Regions from separate parts of the Hordeum vulgare genome. Here region 1 is linked to region 2. A link is a contact called in public Hi-C data. All regions are on one chromosome and are shown on one strand. Each heading gives the region's core, a stretch centred on a gene start, on an enhancer-like site or on the middle of the called end of the contact. The rest is flanking DNA. Distances are from core to core; before and after follow the strand shown.

Region 1 (5,737 bases), core at 3,131-5,630, 37 kb before region 2:
ACAGGGAATTGAAGTTGATAAAGCCAAGATTGAAGCTATTGAGAGTTGGCCGCAGCCCAAAACGGTCACGCAAGTGAGGAGTTTCCTTGGACTCGCCGGGTTTTATAGGCGTTTTGTGAGAGATTTCAACACCATTGCTGCACCTCTCAATGAGCTTACAAAGAAGGATATGCCTTATTCTTGGGGTACCACACAGGAAGAAGCCTTCACGATTTTGAAAGATAAGTTAACACATGCTCCTTTACTCCAACTTCCTGATTTTAATAAGACTTTCGAGCTTGAATGTGATGCTAGTGGAATTGGATTAGGAGGTGTGTTATTACAAGATGGTAAACCTGTTGCATATTTTTCTGAAAAATTAAGTGGGCCTAGTCTGAATTATTCTACTTATGATAAGGAATTATATGCTCTTGTTCGGACTTTGGAAACATGGCAACATTATTTATGGCCCAAAGAATTTGTCATACATTATGATCATGAATCTTTGAAACATATTAAAAGTCAAGCAAAACTAAACCGTAGACATGCTAAATGGGTTGAATTCATTGAGACTTTCCCCTACGTCATTAAACACAAGAAGGGTAAAGAAAATGTTACTGCTAATGCTTTGTCTCGTCGTTATACTATGCTTTCACAACTTGAATTTAAAATATTTGGTTTGGAGACCATCAAAGATCAATATGTGCATGATGCTGATTTCAAAGATGTGTTGGAGAATTGTAAAGAAGGGAGAACATGGAACAAGTTCATCATTATTAATGGATTTGTGTTTCGTGCTAACAAGCTATGCATTCAGCTAGCTCCGTTCGTCTTTTGTTGTTACAAGAGGTGCATGGAGGAGGATTGATGGGACACTTTGGCGTAAAGAAGACGGAGGACGTACTTGCTACACATTTATTTTGGCCAAAGATGCGACGGGATGTTGAGCGTTTTGTTGCTCACTGCACGACATGTCAAAAAGTTAAGTCACGACTCAATCCTCATGGTTTATATATGCCTTTGCGTGTACCTAGTGTTCATTGGGAGGATATATCTATGGACTTTGTTTTAGGTTTACCTCGAACAAAGAAGGGGAGGGATAGCATATTTGTTGTCGTGGACAGAGTTTCCAAAATGGCACACTTTATACCATGTCATAAAAGTGACGATGCTGCTAATGTAGCTGATTTGTTATTTCGTGAAATTATTCGCTTGCATGGTGTGACAAATATGATTGTTTCATATCGTGATGCTAAATTTCTTAGCCACTTTTGGCGATGTTTATGGGCTAAGTTGGGGACAAAAATGCTTTTTAGTACTACATGTCACCCCCAAACTGATGGACAAACTGAAGTAGTCAATAGATCTTTGTCTACTATGCTTAGGGTTGTTTTGAAGAACAATCTAAAACTATGGGAAGAATGCTTGCCTCATATTGAATTTGCTTATAATCGTTCGCTCCATTCTACTACAAAGACGTGTCCTTTTGAAGTTGTGTATGTTTCCTACCTCGTGCACCTATTGATTTGTTACCTCTTCCATCTTTGGAAAAGGTTAATTTTGATGCTAAAGAACGTGTTGATTTGATATTAAAGATGCATGATTTAACTAAGGAAAACATTGAGCGCATGAATGCTAAATATAAACTTGCTGGAGATAAGGGTAGAAAACATATTGTCTTTGCACATAGAGATCTTGTTTGGTTGTATTTGCGTAAGGATAGGTTTTCTAATTTGCGCAACTCAAAGCTAATGCCGCGTGCTGATGGTCCTTTCAAAGTGTTAGAGAAAATAAATGATAATGCATATAGACTTGAGCTGCCTGGAGATTTTGGGGTTAGTCCCACTTTTAACATTGCAGATTTGAAGTCATATTTGGGTGAGGAAGATGAGCTTCCGTCGAGGACGACTTCATTTCAAGAAGGGGAGGATGATGAGGACATCAACACCATTGTTACACCCACAACCCCAACTGCTATACATACTGGACCAATTACTAGAGCTCGTGCACGCCAATTGAATTACCAGGTACTTTCGTTTCTTGGGAATACTTCTAATGTTCATGAACATATGATGCTGCCTAAGTTAGATACTTTTGTTGTGCTCATGAATGAAGGATCTAACATGGACAAGAAGGATATCCGTTGGAGCGGGATCAAGCATGGAGAAGAAGGTGCACACGTGGGAGAGAACAATGGAGCTTCCAGTGGTGATTTTCACACTTTAAAGCCAACATAAGGATATCATGAAGGCTTTGGACGAAATATTCAAGATGACACTTTATAAATCTCCTCCATAGGCTATTATAGGTGTTGCGCCACCTTATTTTTGGGCCAGGCCCATGTAATTTCGAAATACCATAATATAGGCTATTTTTAGAGTCCGTATGTGTGGGAAAACCGAGTTTAGGGCTGTTTTCGGACCCCTCCTCCAAGGGCCACGAAATTGCCTCTCTATTCCCTCACATATACAGCCCTTAGGGCACCATTTAGACTTGGGTTTTGTTTAGATTACAAGTTCGTCATAGCTGCAACTTCGCGTTCTTCATTTGTGTTCTACGACGAGACAAATGCGTCATAGAACCCCACCTTCATCAATAAAGCTTTGCTCTTATATTCGCAATATCTTGATTGCATCTTGGTTTCTTGCTTGTTCTTCGTTTGCGTGCAGGAAATAGACCTTCGTGGTCAGGTTGATCGTGCTCTAGCGTGGTAAATAACCTCTCAAAGTTGGTTTAGCGATTGCTAAGACGCGACGCCCTCACACGTTCGTAGCCAGGTACAAATTGTATAAGCAATTATCCCTAAACAACAAAACATACAATATATTGTATAAGAAATTATCCAAATACTACAAAATTTGCATAATCATAAGAACCCTAATCCTAACATCCAAACAACCCTAATCCTAACCCCACCACACCCCTAACCCCAACACAACTCTCAGTCTTACATACAAAGAACCCTAATCCTAACATACAAACAAGTGCAACAAAATCATACACATTCCAAATTTCATGAAGAACTAACGTTTGCTCAAATTTGCAAAAAAGTGAGCAAATGAGATTTTCTTTTTGGACGAGAGGGCGGGGATCGGGGAAGATTACCTTAAGGGAGGGATTGGGGTCGAAATCCGCGAACCAATCCTTCATATGTGCTTGATTTGGGGATGGATTTGAGGAAAGGGGAGAGGGGAACTCGAGGGGACCTCTTTCTTTGTTCTGGTTGATGGAGGTGAATGGGAGGGGGGTGGGGGGAGGCCGACCCGCGAGTCTGATAAGTGTCCGTGTGGCGCCTAAGAGCATCTCTAGTAGAACCCTCAAACCCTTAAATCTAAAACCCAGTTTTAAGGGTTGAGAATTGCCAATTTTTGACACTTTTAAGGGTTGAAAAACAGGGGCAAATACTAGAACCCTCAAACCCAACCCTTACAACGAGTCCATCTACATACCAAGTGGCTACAATTAGTGCCAATGAAGCAAAAATTAAAAACTTAAAAAGTAAAAAAAAATCTCACCGGGGCGGGGCGCGGGCGGGCGGCCGGGGCGGGGACGCGGCCGGGGAGCAGAGGGGCGGCGGGCGGCGACCGGGGCGGGGACGCGGCCGGGGAGCGGAGGGGCGGCGGGCGGCGACCGGGGCGCGGTGGGCCGGCGGGGCGGCGGCCGGGGCGCGGAGGGGCGGCGGCCGGGGCGGCGGGGGCGACGGCCGGGGCGCGGAGGGGCGGTGGGGAGGCGATCGGAGCGCGGGGGGCGGCGGCCGAGATGCGGAGGGCGGTGGGGCGCAGAGGGGCGGCGGCCGGGGCGCGGATGGGCGGTGGGGAGGCGACCGGAGCGCGGGGGGCGGCGGCCGAGATGCGGAGGGCGGCGGGGCGCAGAGGGGCGGCAGCCGGGGCGCGGAGGGGCGGCGGCGGCCGAGGCGGATTCCTCCCGCACGGGGGAACCAACTGCCTCCCGCGCGAGGTGAGAAAATGAGTGCGGGTTGGGGGCAGTTTTTCCTCCCAACCCTCACTTCTACAGGCTGGGAAGGGGTTTGAGGGTTGGACCTTTATTTTTTTTTACGAATTTAAGGGTTCTAGTCTACACCGTTTTTTCGATGAAAACTGTAAAAAGCGGTTATTTTTAAGGGTTTGAGGGCTGTACTAGAGATGCTCTAAGTGCTCGGCCTTTTTCTTAGGCCTCACACTGCTTGAGGATGGGGTCGGCCCGCCACGAGACATAGGCGTGGTTGGGGATGTGCCGCCTTTGGCTAAGTCATCACACAGTGGTAATATGACGCGTGACTGTCGGACGTGACACGAAAAGATCAGCTGAATGATTTTTTTTAATACTGTATAATTTATAATTTATTTCGTCCCGATGTCAATTTTGCCTCGCCATGTTTGGTGAGTAATGAGCTCAAAAGAACTGGGCCATCGTCATTTTAAACAAACCAGGTCGTGCGATCTAAGAATCCCTACTCGCGACCTCGTCTCCTCCTCTCCGGACTCCGGAGGTTGGAGTGAAGGAGGAAGTAGAGAGGAAAACAAAAACGCGCACATACGGGAACGCGTGATCCAAATCGAATCCCCTCCTTACGGAGAAACCCAAAATCCACAGAGAAGACCGCGCAAATCCGGCCAGATTTGGCCCCCGATCTCGCGCGTGGTCCATCGGGAGGTTTCCCTAGATCTTCCGCGGGTTCTTCCAGCGCTTGGTCTGGCGCCGCAGAGGGCAGGATGAGCTCGCGGATAAAGGAGATGGTGCGGGTGGCCACCGCACGGCTGGGCGGCGAGCTGTCGCCGCGGGCGGGACCTTCTCAGCCCGGACGTGCGGAGTCGTCCAGGACGGCACGTCTCGGTGGCGGAGGCGCCAGCCTCCGGCGCCAGCCTCAACCGCAGGCGCCCACCGTGCGCACCATCTACTGCAACGATCGCGAGGCCAACGCGCCCGTCGCATACAAGGTACAGGCCCGGCTTCCCTCCTCTAATTCGGTTGATTCGTCTCTAAGCGTAGGGCTCTATGTGCCTAGATCCCGTAATCACCTGTGTGTTCCGTGTTCGGTCGTTTGGGTTGGAGATATCCATTTGGTGCTGTGAGCTAGTAGAGCAGTATAGTTTGTTTCGGTTTACATAGTCATTAACACTGATTATTCCGCGAGAAAGTCACTTAGGTATAGTTTGTCCTCGAGACCTGCATTTCTAGTCAACTATGAGCCAATTGAGTGGATTAGAGCTAGTCTGATTGTGTGAATTACTAGTCACTTAGATTGCTATGGCAGCAGTACAACATAGATGCTACTGGCGTTTAGGCTTAAGAGCTCAGATGCATAGGCTGGACTATACTATACACCCGTCCACCTAACCACACCTCTGCATGATGCTTGCTGTGTCGACTACTGAACTTGTTTCCAGTCAGGGGCTCAGGGCAGCCAACTCACCTCTTGATGGCTGCAAGCTGAAGCAACCTATTTATTTGTAAGGGGAATGGTTGCTCTCCACGTCATTCGTTGCCATGTTAGCTTTCCATGAAAATGCTGTTGGTCTAATTGTAATACTCCATTTTGTGCCACAAAATAATCGAAACTCTGTTACTTGCCACTTCAACTATTTTATTATCTTAACCGTAACTTATTTGATCCCTGCAAAAATGCCCCATTATTGTAAGTAGATGCATTCATAAATTTTTACTGAGACCCCACCTGTCCCATACATATGCTAGTGTAAACGAATGAATATATTCGGGATCGATACTGTGAAGATCAAGCTATCACTTCTCATTTTAT
Region 2 (6,150 bases), core at 1,228-3,727:
TGAACTCCTGCTGCCATATTGGCCTCCGCTCGCCTCTAGAGCGATATCTAGCACAGCACGTTGAAGTAGTTCCTTCAACACTTGTGCTGTACACATTGTAGCAGTAAGGTGGAGTTGTTCCTCCACAACCTTGTGCTGCTTCAAGCATGCCATCCTTTATTTGTGGATATACGAGTTTTTTAGTACTCATATGTGGATAGTTTGTAGGTTCTTGGGCTGTAAAATGAGGTTGATATTATTACATTTTAAAGGCAATAACCAATATTGTACCTTCACAATAAGAGTTTGTGCATGTGATTCGCTACTCATCATTGTACATTGGTTTCATTTGCTATTCCAGTTTTGATCTCAGAAACCAATTCTGTACTGTTGACATGCCAAGTGTCCTAACTTCACAACTTTGTACTAAAGCAAGTACAAAGTTTCTGGTTTAGTAGTTACCCAATACAAGTAATATCAAAATTTCTGGTTTGTGTGTTAATTTCCTTGCCTAAACTGTTTGGTCAAATGATGCCAAAATACCAATGTTGACGCACATTTTGTAGGTTACTAGCTTAGTTAGGAAGGGTGCTCGTAAGATAACTCTCAGCATTGGCGATGGCGCTAATGATGTAAGCATGATTCAAGCCGCTCATGTTGGGATTGGCATTAGTGGACAAGAAGGAATGCAAGCAGTTATGGCTAGTGATTTTGCCATCGCTCAATTTCGTTATCTTACTGATTTGCTTCTTGTACATGGACGGTGGTCATACTTGAGATTGTGCAAGGTATGCTTATGGTTTCGTTAGCCTGTATCTTTCCATATATTTATAGTTCGCAAAACTAAATGTCGTCACTTGCTGTTTCAGGTTATCACGTACTTCTTCTACAAGAATCTGACATTTACGCTAACTCAGTTCTGGTTCACTTTCCAAACTGGCTTTTCTGGTCAGCGGTTTTATGATGACTGGTTCCAGTCGCTGTATAATGTCATTTTCACAGCACTACCCGTAATTATGGTTGGATTATTTGATAAGGTATAGCGGCCTGTATTCATTTTACATTTAGTTCTGGAATGATGCTGTTTGTGGCATTCATGTAACTGAACCATTTCAGGATGTGAGTGCATCTCTATCAAAGAAATACCCACAACTTTACCAGGAAGGAATTAGGAATACATTCTTCAAGTGGAAAGTGATAGCGGTGTGGGGTTTCTTTGCTTTCTACCAGTCAATAGTGTTCTATTACTTCACTGCAGCTGCAAGTCAGCATGGTCATGGCTCATCTGGCAAGATTCTTGGACAATGGGATGTTAGCACGATGGCCTTTACTTGTGTTGTGGTTACTGTGAACCTCCGCCTCCTCATGTCATGCAATTCTATTACCAGATGGCATTATTTCAGTGTAGCTGGCAGTATAGCGGCCTGGTTTCTGTTTATCTTTATATACTCTGCCATAATGACATCATTTGACAGACAGGTGGGTGAATTATGCACTAATCTATCTCTCTGCTGATGACTATTTGGGCCTAATGATCATTCTTTCTATAAATGCATAACATCATGCTGTGTTCCTTCTGCAGGAAAATGTATATTTTGTGATTTATGTTCTGATGAGTACCTTTTTCTTCTACCTCACACTAATTCTTGTTCCGGTCATCGCTCTCTTTGGTGACTTCCTATATCTATCGTAAGATACCACCTATTCCTTTTGCACAATTATATGTCAGTGTCGTCTGGTTTTGATTCTTTCAGTCTACATACTGAAGTGGCTGAATCAACCGTGTGCTGTCTCTGATACTCTGTCGGTTTTCCAGGCTTCAGCGATGGCTATTCCCTTATGACTACCAAGTTGTTCAAGAAATGCACAAGGATGACCCCCATGAATACAGTATGATACGTCTTCCAGAGAGGAGCCATTTGAGCCCTGAAGAAGCGAGAAGCTACGCGATTTCCATGCTCCCCCGAGAGAACTCCAAGCACACTGGTTTTGCTTTTGATTCCCCAGGTTATGAGTCATTTTTTGCATCGCAGCAAGGTGTCTGTGTGCCTCACAAGTCATGGGATGTCGCAAGGAGAGCCAGCATGAAGCAGCAGCGGCAGCAGCCACAACGAACAGGAAGATCCTAATCCTGGATTTGTGTAAAGTTTTGTACATCATGTTCGTTTGCCCACAGACCACATGATTGTGTATAAGTAGCCTTGTAGCACTTTTTCTTGTTTGTCACCCAATGACCCAATATGTTATGCTAGCGATGTTAGTAGGTGACCATTGATCTTGATGACTGAAGAATCAGGTAGGCATTTGGTTAAACAAAGTGGAAACTGGAAAATGCAGTTAGCGAAATTCTTATGATTTTTACAGAATTGGATGTTACTGAAATTTGTCTTGTCTTATTATGAAATCTTGCTTTGTTGCAGAATGAATGCAGTGCTGGTGTGTTCCAGGCATAGATCTTGATGCTTGTTGGGTTGACATGTCAGTTTTCCTTTTTTTCCGTTTGCTCCCTGACTCTTAACGCGTGAGCGCCAGCTTTCCTCTCTTCTTCCTGTTGAGCAGCGTACCAACCTTATCCCAAGATGTGAGAACTGTCCGCCGGAGGAGTGAGTATTTACTTTGTGTTCCCTCCGTTTATAAATATAAGTCTTTCTAGAGATTTCATTAGTGAGTACATATGAAGTAAAAATGAATGAATCTACACTATAATATATGTAAACCTAAGAATGGTTATTAAGAACCGGGTGTAACGGTTTGGTTCTTACTTTGGGTTTGCTTGGTTCAGGTTTTATTGGGTTGAGATTTTTTTAGTTTGGTTTTGGTTTGGGTGTGTGGAGAAACCAGTTTAGGTATAATTGGTTATGGGTTTAAACGGTTTGGTTATTAATGGTTATAAACTATGAGTTCAAACAAATTTTTAGGCATTGGTTATATGCAATAATCAACAATGACCGAGAACGAGTATCTTTGATCCGTGTGCATGCTATAATGCACTATGTAACTATGTATTACGAGGAAACACCACATGAAAATCGAAAGTGTTTGCTTGTTCTTTCACTAAGCAATTTTGCTTGTTCTTTCGCTAAGCAATTTGGTTTTAATATACTTGTTAGTGAGCTTTTCAGTCATGGACATGTTTTTTTTGCCTCTTGCTGTGTGCTGACTGTATCTCAAGCATAGTTTTGTTTTCAAACTATTGTAGACACATTTATGCATTTTTTATCTCATATGCTTCTTAACATGTCAATTTGTGTAATCATATGTACATTAAAACAAACTCATAGTTATTTACTAGGTTTAAATTCATGGTTATGTATTTGGTTTAAATTGGTTTGGGTGGAAAAAATAGTGGGTTCGGTTTTGGTTGGGCTAAAAATGACACTAAATGGGTACGGTTCAAGTATGGTTTTGAGAGATAAATGAACGAATATGGTTCAAGTATGATTCAAGTATAAAACCATTCTTAAGTTTAAATGTATGTTAATATATAATCCATATGTAATTTCATAGTAAAAAAGTCTTAAATGAAAATATGAGAAAGAAAATGTAAATGTTGACGCACATGGACCCTGGCGTCTGGGTGCGCGCAATTGACACCAGTAGGTTTGCACTAGATTGAACTTATGAGACTGGGTGCGCGCAATTGACACCAGTAGGTTTGCACTAGATTGAACTTATGAGACGCAAGGGACCCTGGCGTCTGGTTCCTGGTCCAGACGTTAGGGTCCCTGGCGTCTGACCCCTTTGCCACGTCATCCGATCAACGACAGACTGATCGACTGGGCCCGTGCTATACGCTGGGGTCCCTGGCGTCTCCAGTGCAACCCAGACGTCAGGAACGTTGGCGTCACTTAAAGATGTCAATTTTGAGCTTATTTTCAAACTGGGGTCAGATTTGCGTTTTGTTTGTAGCAAAGGTTATAAAAAAAATCGACCAGCCGACGACGACCTACTAGCAGCGACCAGGCAAGTAGCTTTGCACGGGAAGCGGCTGGATCCCACGAACGGACGTACATGCACTGGCTTTGAGGCGCGTTGCGACATGATGACACGTCTGCGTAGATCGATTTGAGCGGCGGTCGGGAGGTTGACCTACAGCAAGATGAGAGCCATGCCCGCAGCAGAGGAGAGCGTCGACCAGGAGGGTGACGAGACAACCCGACATGACGATGCCACAGATGCACGGGATGTCCAGCAACGAGGTAGAAGGGGTAGCAGCGGCTCGGAAAGAGCCACGCGGTAGGGAAGTTAGCGACAACCACCGAGAGAAGGCAACGACGGCATAATAGAAGATTGGATCAGGAGGGCGAGTTGCGGCCGTCGAAAAGATAACCTAAGCTCTAATACCATGTTAGAAAAGCAACTTATCTTCATTAAAAGCTCAAGGGGCATATATATATTACACAAGATTTGAGGTGCAAGGAAAGTAAACATAGATTAATAAGAACTCCTAGACCAATACTAATACTCCCTCTGTTCCTAAATATAAGTCTTTTTAGAGGTTTCACTAATAGACTACATACGGATGTATATAGACATATTTAAAAGTATAGATTCACTCATTTTGCTTCGTATGTAGACATTTAATGAAATCTCTTAAAATACTTATATTTAGGAACGGAGGGAGTACTTCCTAACAAAATATAAATCCAAGATCATTTGCTAAGTTCAAATAGTTTTCAAACTATGTCTATGTTTAAACTAAATTTTAATCCGAGTTCATTTTCTCTAAAGTCAAATATAACTCAAAAACATTTACTAGGTTTAATTCATTTTATTAAACCATATTGACATATTTTTATTCAAATTAAACCTAAGGTTTCAAAGTTATATTCAAACTATGTTATAATTAAATTCAAATGTTATATGAATTTCCTATAGTCAAGTAATAATAAAAAATATCTAATAAAGTACACATTATAGTTTGTGTATCCTAATTGTTTTATTCAATAATTTATTTCAAACTTAAAACCTAATTATGTTTAATTTCCATTTGAATTCTACCACGGTTTAAACTATATTTGAGTTCTAATTATAAATTACTTTAAAAATAGATTACAATAGCTAAGACGAAACTATATTTATTTAGGTTCAATTTGCAAAAAGAATCAATTAATTTGGATTTATAAACTGCAAGTTATGCCCTAGTCAAATTCAAACTCATTCTTTTGAATTAAATTTTTTAAAATATAAATTTCGAAATTTAAATTTTGTGAGTGGGAGTATATTTCATAAGGATAGTTCTATAAAAAGAATCACTCAATTTGGACCTACGGGTAAAAGTTATAAGTGTTTTAAGTTGAACCAGGTTTTGTGCAAAATTGCCATTTAATTCGGTTAAACAGAAATAGCTACAGATAAGGTTGTGGATAAAGTGGCAACGTGGAACATTTTGGTTGGCCCATACCGATCCGAGTGTAGTTGTTGTTTGAGAACCATTAGATCTATATCTGACAGTCGTTGTTGCGTACCCCTTCACGAAATGAAGTGATCTAATCTAGATCGTCTACCCGGGATTGGACGACCGAGATCTCAACGCGGGGTTTGTCACCGGTGGTTCGCCAGAGAAAAAGGTGACGTCGACAGACGCGTGTGTCATCACCGGTGGTCGTTGGGGGCACGTGGAGAGGCCCATGGGGATCACTGCATCGCGGGGAGCCCGTCGGTGGCCGCCGCGTTGTTGCGGTCGTCCTCTAGCGCCGGCATGGACGTATGAGGCGACGACTTGTTGTATGATCGAAAGTATGTCTGAAGGCGGGTGATTAGACTACTTGACAAGATAAAAACTTAGTCTTTCCCCAATTTTAGTTGTGGGCCAATTTTAACAATTATGACTAGTCAAGTTCACCCTACACATGCACATCTAAGAGTCTGTCAGTGGAAAGTAATGACATGCAAATGTAAAGTAGAGGGTAAGGTAGGGAGATCAAATGCAAAGGTTGACACGACGATTTTTGGCATGGTTCCAATAGGTGGCGCTATCGTATGTCCATGTTAGTAGAGACTTCAACCCACGGAGGGTAACAGGTGCGAGAGTCCACGGAGGGCTCCACCCATAAGGGCTCCATGAAGAAGTGGCCTTGTCTATTCCACCATGGCTTCCGTTCATAGAGGACTAGCCACTCACGGCAAATATTCATGAAGTAGGCGATCTCCTTGTGTGGGGAGCCCGAT

Evidence for each region. Hi-C and Micro-C count contacts between places; a contact is called where the count stands out from the background.
Region 1: a contact with region 2 is called in a Hi-C map of leaf, with 1.9 times the contacts expected there. The contact joins the promoter of LOC123428396 here to the enhancer-like site in region 2. A contact is called at or near these places in 2 of 6 Hi-C or Micro-C datasets (leaf and seedling).

Annotation. Positions count from the first base shown.
Region 1 is chr1H:187,649,069-187,654,805 of MorexV3_pseudomolecules_assembly, reverse strand. LOC123428396 (phospholipid-transporting ATPase 3) reads left to right here and starts at 4,380. Exons shown (of 27, transcript XM_045112594.1): 1 at 4,380-4,916. The coding sequence starts at 4,692.
Region 2 is chr1H:187,609,873-187,616,022 of MorexV3_pseudomolecules_assembly, reverse strand. LOC123428396 (phospholipid-transporting ATPase 3) reads left to right here. Exons shown (of 27, transcript XM_045112594.1): 23 at 546-767; 24 at 849-1,016; 25 at 1,096-1,458; 26 at 1,562-1,668; 27 at 1,796-2,361. The coding sequence ends at 2,108. Among protein-coding and RNA genes, the nearest start is that of LOC123428396, 37 kb to the left of the region's middle. Within about 2 kb of position 2,477, at least 1 of the 3 cell types and tissues checked has open chromatin away from gene starts, as enhancers often do. A contact at or near this core is called in leaf, where this site is marked.